Linked DNA regions of Lactuca sativa: region 1 is linked to region 2. A link is a contact called in public Hi-C data. All regions are on one chromosome and are shown on one strand. The core of a region is the stretch at or near the end of the contact, and the rest is flanking DNA. Distances in the headings are between cores, read along the strand shown. Region 1 holds the start of LOC111915749 (V-type proton ATPase subunit a3). Region 2 holds the start of LOC111915746 (coatomer subunit alpha-1).

Region 1 (2,852 bases), core at 54-2,553, 210 kb before region 2:
TGCAAGACAAGCTTATATTCCAGAAGTTCATTATAGGCACGCTGCAATTTTTCAGTGTTGGCATTCATTTCTGTCAGTTCAGCTTCAAGTTCTCCAAGTTTCACCTACAAAAATCACCCCAATATATGTTAAATGGAGCTATAACCTGATAAGTATTAATGGATGTTAGTGATTTCACTTACCTCTAATTCGTCTAGACTAAACTCTGAGCCATATGAAGGCCATGATGAGGCAAAAAGACCAGCCTTCATCATCTGATCCTTGAAAAAACGTAGCTTGCGAGCCATCTCCCCAGACCTTTTAATCTATATCAAGAAAGTTTATAGAATGAAACAAACAAAAGTCATCTCAATCAGGAGCCAAAAAGAGAAAATCACATCATACAGGTATAGTGAAAATGACTGGTCATTGATAATTGAGGTGACAGACAATGAACATACCTGAGTGGCGAATGTCCTCTGGAAAGGGCTTTTTCCTGTGTTGAGCTATCCACATAACAAGAATAAAGAAAAGGAAATTATCAAACGGAAGATCCAGACACGAATCTTAACTAGAGAAGATTTTCAGAAAACTGAAATGTACATAATTTTGGTTGGTTTTGATGCATAAACACTGTTAGCAATACAATCTCGAATATACATTAAATGAGACATATATAGCATAATGGATCATGCATCAACGTATTCGTAAAAGTAATTATTAAGTAAAACGAGCAGTCTACAACGATGTAAACACCACATCAGAAAGGAGAGGAGGAGATCATATCGCTTCAGTCGATAGAAAACACAGACTGGTTAATTATATAAACCTAAACGAGTTCCTAAGCTCCAAACGATTTCCGAAAACTGAAATAATCATAATGCCGATTAATTTGATAGATAAACAGGTAAAATCGACAAATTGTTATCGTCGTAATTATAATCATGTATAACGATGAGAGGTGTAGTGGCATACATCTTTAAACTGGAAAAGCCCCAGGTCACCGAGGTACGAAATGGTTCGATGAGCAGATTCCATGGGGATTATGATCCGAGCTAACTGCATTGGTTCTGATCGCATCAGATCCATCGTCGGCAGACTTCCACCTTCCCCCATTCCGATCGATTGGTCGTCTCAAGCTAAACGAATCCTAAGAACGTTTGATTACCATCAGCTTTTACCCTCCGGCGGTGATGATTTGATTGAGCAATTCCACCGACACGGTGGATTCGGTGATCTTTCTTAATTCCTCATCAATGGCTGCTTTTACGCAACTTAACGAACCTTCTTCCTTATGTTGGTAAGACGTGCTAAACGATAGCGTTTTGATCCCGTGTTGAAGCTGCCACTTTTCTTTATATTCCTTTGACGTTGACTGCTTGTTTTTGTTTTCACATTTGGTACGCAAAGGGGCCTATGTGTGAGTATGGTTTGATGAGAAACGTTAATAAATAAAATAGCAAAATGCTCCTTTGGGTTTGTCATTTTCTTTGACTAACGTCCAAACTTTGAAAAACTTGCGGATACGGTCCTTTCAAAGTTGTTTTTTCTTTTTTTTTTTTAGAACGACAAATCTACGCTACTTCTAATACCACATATGTCTCAAATTAGACTTGAACCCTCAACCTCTAGAAGGAAGGGTAACACCCGGTACCGCTTGAAATGTCTATTTTTCATGTTATGTTTAAATTTTGTTTCATCTATTTTTGCATAATTCTTAAATAAAATTACTCACCCCCACTTCCACTTTATTTTTTTCATCTCTCATTTTTCTATACAAGTTTGTCGTTATGTCACTCTTTTTCTATCTGTAAATAAAAAGGTTCTAAAAACTTGTCATGGTTTCGTCATGCGCCATGACTCCAAAGTTTGTACCTGTCGTCAAACTTTATCAAAACGCCGTCTTAACTCATATATGTGTATAAAATAGAATAATAGTTGAAAATACATATAAAAATATTAATTATATACAAAATTGCCGCCTTAAGTCACACCTTACAAACAACGTGGCTCACCAAAGCTCGGAAAAGCTTGAGGATTGACATAGCCGACAAGTCACACTTTACTTTATTTAGAACCTTGGTAAATAACAACATCATCAGAAATATTTAAAAGTGAAAACACACAAAAATAAAACATTATTAAAATCAAAATATGGATGTTAGACGAACTTAAACCTAGAAATCTAACATAAATTTAATTGGAGATGTCATTGAGATGCCAACAAAGCAACAATAATTTAATTAAGACCAAACTTCAAAAATGGTCCCTATAGTATGTATTTTTTTTTGTCAAAACACTGACATTTTTAGATCGGTGGTCCTTTTGAGCTAGTTTGTTTCTGGTTTTGGTCCCTCTGAAAACTAAAAAGACTAAAATACCCTTCTGGTATAATTTGTATGTTTTTTTTCTATTTAATTTAAAGTTTTATTAGTAAAAAAAACATATCTATCTCCCCCCCCCCCCACCCTAAAAAGAACACACACAGTTAATGCTTGGGCCCTAAAAACGTTTTTCTTACTGTGTTTATGTTTTAGTGAAATAATCAATCCCACTACCATCATCGAACCCACAACCAAATTGGGTACTCAAGCAAAAAACATTCATCCTTCAACAATGTTGTAACATCCATAAAAATTTCAATAAAATTTAAACTTTTCAAAATGACCCTTTACTAATGAAGTGTTTACAAAAACGTTGTTTCCAAAACATTTAATTAAAAACCGGAATCATTTACACATAGTTTTCAAAAGATTGACATCATCAGAGTATCCTAGAAACCATAAGTCCAAAACGCGAAGATGTGTACGGTCACGCCTTTGCCTTGTCAAAACATCTGAAGCACCTGAAACAATAAATTGAAACAGTAAGCA
Region 2 (2,986 bases), core at 230-2,729:
TCACAACAGCATCAACTCCTCCAAAGAAATCTGTATTCATTTGACTGAGGCGGAGGATATCATCAGCAGGGGAAACTGTTTTCTTTTTCAGAGCACCAATGTCCCAAACTCGAACAGTCTGATCTAATGATGCTGACACAACAAGGTCCTCTTTGGGATGGAACAATGCACACATTACATAATGGTTGTGTCCAGTCAAAACAGAAATACAAGTACGGGATTGCCAGTTCCATATCCGGATAGTTTGATCATCACTAGCACTAACAATCCAGGGGTTCTCATGGTGAAATTGAACAGTCCGGATATAATCAAGATGGCCAAGAAGCGTGAATAAACACCGATGCAGTTTGTAGTTCCATACTTTGATCTTGTAATCATCGCCTGCATATACAAAAAGAATGCCTAAATATTCTTACACACATACATAAGGCTACGAACTAACCAGTATAAAGAAGACCTAAGCATAAGTGTAATATGCACAGTGAAAACAGAACAAGATGGTTCTGACTTTCCAAGATAGCTTAACTTCCGTAATAAACAGCAATTGCTAATATGCATTGCATCAAATCTAATGTACATGACCAGATCCAAATCATTTCCATGTTACTCTGAATTTAAACATTGCAACAAAACAGTTTCATGTGTCCCAAATCGCACAGATGTGAAGTTCAGATCATCATTACTAGAGCACAGGCTCAGACAGATTTCCATAGCTTTAAACTGGCGGACTAATGGTTATGGACAGATCAGTTCCATGAACACAAAAGGCTCTGAATCTACTAAATAGAGATAATGTGCCACACAAATAACAAGCTTCTAATAGATCATCATTACCTAACATTATATCCTGAATATATCAGCTAATCAATAAAAAAACCTTAGATTCGGAAGCATTTCAAGTATATCAATGCAATTGAAATCCAACAAACCTCCCGAAACGAACAGAGGCTGTGATTGATGAAAGTGTACGCCACGAACAGGGCCATCATGCTCGTCAAAACGATCAATGAGAGTGCCCATCCTGTAATCCCATAGCTGGATCACACCACTGTGAAGACTAGCCAAGATCCATGGCCTTTTGCTGTGGAAACTCAGACCTTTAACTCTATTACTCTTCGTCTCAAACTTCGTCAACATCTTCGCTCCGTTTCGTCCCCAACCTCTAATCAATCGATTAAACAAATCAAGTAACTCACAATTCAATCGTATCGCAACTTCATAAACAACAAAAAAGAAACCTAGATTCTGTAGGTGCGTGATAATTACCTTAGATCTGAGAATTAAATGCTGCTAATTCGATAAATGATTCGATCGATCGATCCGATGTGATGTTAAAGAGTAGTATACTTGTGATCAGAAGGCATTTGGGAGAGGAGAGGCAAAGAAAGAGTTGCCCGGGATCGATCCACTGTGTGTTAAAAACAGTGTGTTAGATCTGAGAGGATGTGAAGATCGGTTTTGTAAAATAAACATGACCATGGCCCATCGGTGCGGTGCGTGTACGGTAATTGTCCAAAGGAAGAAGTAATAAGAAAAACAAATATTATACGGTGATAGATCTACAAATTCCAAATATTAAAAATGACTTAAAATAAAGTATTATAAAATACAAAAAATGACTATTAAATTTTTTATATATATATATTACTATTGAACTATAGTTTTTATATACATATGATTCTTACAATTTTATCTTTTGATCAAAAAATAAAATATCATTTGTGATAATAATAAGCTACATGTTGATGTGGATTTTATTATTTGCTATATACTTATATACCATTAAACATTTTGACAAATAAATTTTATAAACGTGTTTTTTTAAATAGTTTTAAAAGTATTTTAAAATAGACTTTGTCAAAAGATAAGGTTTTTTTTAAAGATTAAAACCCTTTTTTTTATTTTTTTAGGACAAATTGAATTACAAAATATCTTACTTATCATCGTACAATAAGTGGGATGGAAAACGGATAAGTTGTGTCGTTAAGCCTTTTTGTATGGTAAATTCAATTATTTCGAAGACTACATACATATATCTAGAGGATATAGCATTGTTATGTATGAATGTACTCTATTAAGAAGTTTCACCGCATCCGGCGCGAGAAAACCGAACGTATCAAATGCGACACGTGTTGATTTTTTCATGCACAATTTCTCATGTTTAGTGACCTTGCCTAAAACAGTTTGTCCCGCTGTGAAACCCCCGGCCCTCAAGGTCCATACATGTGTGTTTTTCCCCAACTCATCCAAAAATCAAAATATCAGACGGTTTAATGGTTGACCTTCCGTCTGCCAGGTTAGTTAAGAAATTTAAATGAGTTTCTTTCTTGGCGGAAACCCCGACACGCTTAAATATATCAAACAAAACATCTTTGGGCATATTGTGTCTGTATTTTGAACCCCGGGAGTTCTTTACGGTAAATTGCATGCTCTCTAAAGATAAGCTAAAATGACATTTAACAATAATCAATATGTATGTGCTTCATTCGTTGACGTTGAATAAGATTTATCAAGATATATACCACAAACGTTATCACAGTAAACAATGGTGACATTAAATAGAGGACAGTAAAGATCACATAAATGTTTTTGAAGTCAACATGTTTCGAAAATTGCATTAGCAACACCCAAATATTCAACCTTGGCACTAGAACGAGAAATAGTCGATTGTCGCTTGGATGACCAAGAAACAATCGTTGGGCAAATGAAATATTTATTAGTTGAATGTGTGGAGGTAAGGCACCTCGCAATCAATACCAGAGTATGCGATTAAGTTGGAGGTGGTCTATGGGTGGAGCTGAAGACCATAGTCAATAGTACCTCGAATGTAGTAATAATAAATAAACCATGAGAATTAATCTCTAACTTTGTTCACAATATCTTATTTGTGCAGTACTCATTACAACTTAATGTTTATTAAACTATCGATGTTGGAATCAATTTTAACTTCTTAAGCTTGAATCATAGCTACAACCGCAAATAAATG

The links. A called contact is a pair of places that touch in the nucleus more often than the background predicts.
Region 1: a Hi-C map of bud shows a contact between it and region 2, with 5 times the contacts expected there. The contact joins the promoter of LOC111915749 here to the promoter of LOC111915746 in region 2. A contact is called at or near these places in 4 of 4 Hi-C or Micro-C datasets (bud, leaf and seed).

The regions. Positions count from the first base shown.
Region 1 is chr1:20,057,210-20,060,061 of Lsat_Salinas_v11, reverse strand. It overlaps LOC111915749 (V-type proton ATPase subunit a3), which reads right to left and starts at 1,303. Exons shown (of 18, transcript XM_023911399.3): 1 at 955-1,303; 2 at 441-485; 3 at 183-305; 4 at 1-104. The coding sequence starts at 1,095.
Region 2 is chr1:19,843,934-19,846,919 of Lsat_Salinas_v11, reverse strand. LOC111915746 (coatomer subunit alpha-1) reads right to left here and starts at 1,479. Exons shown (of 5, transcript XM_023911397.3): 1 at 1,267-1,479; 2 at 930-1,162; 3 at 1-381. The coding sequence starts at 1,137.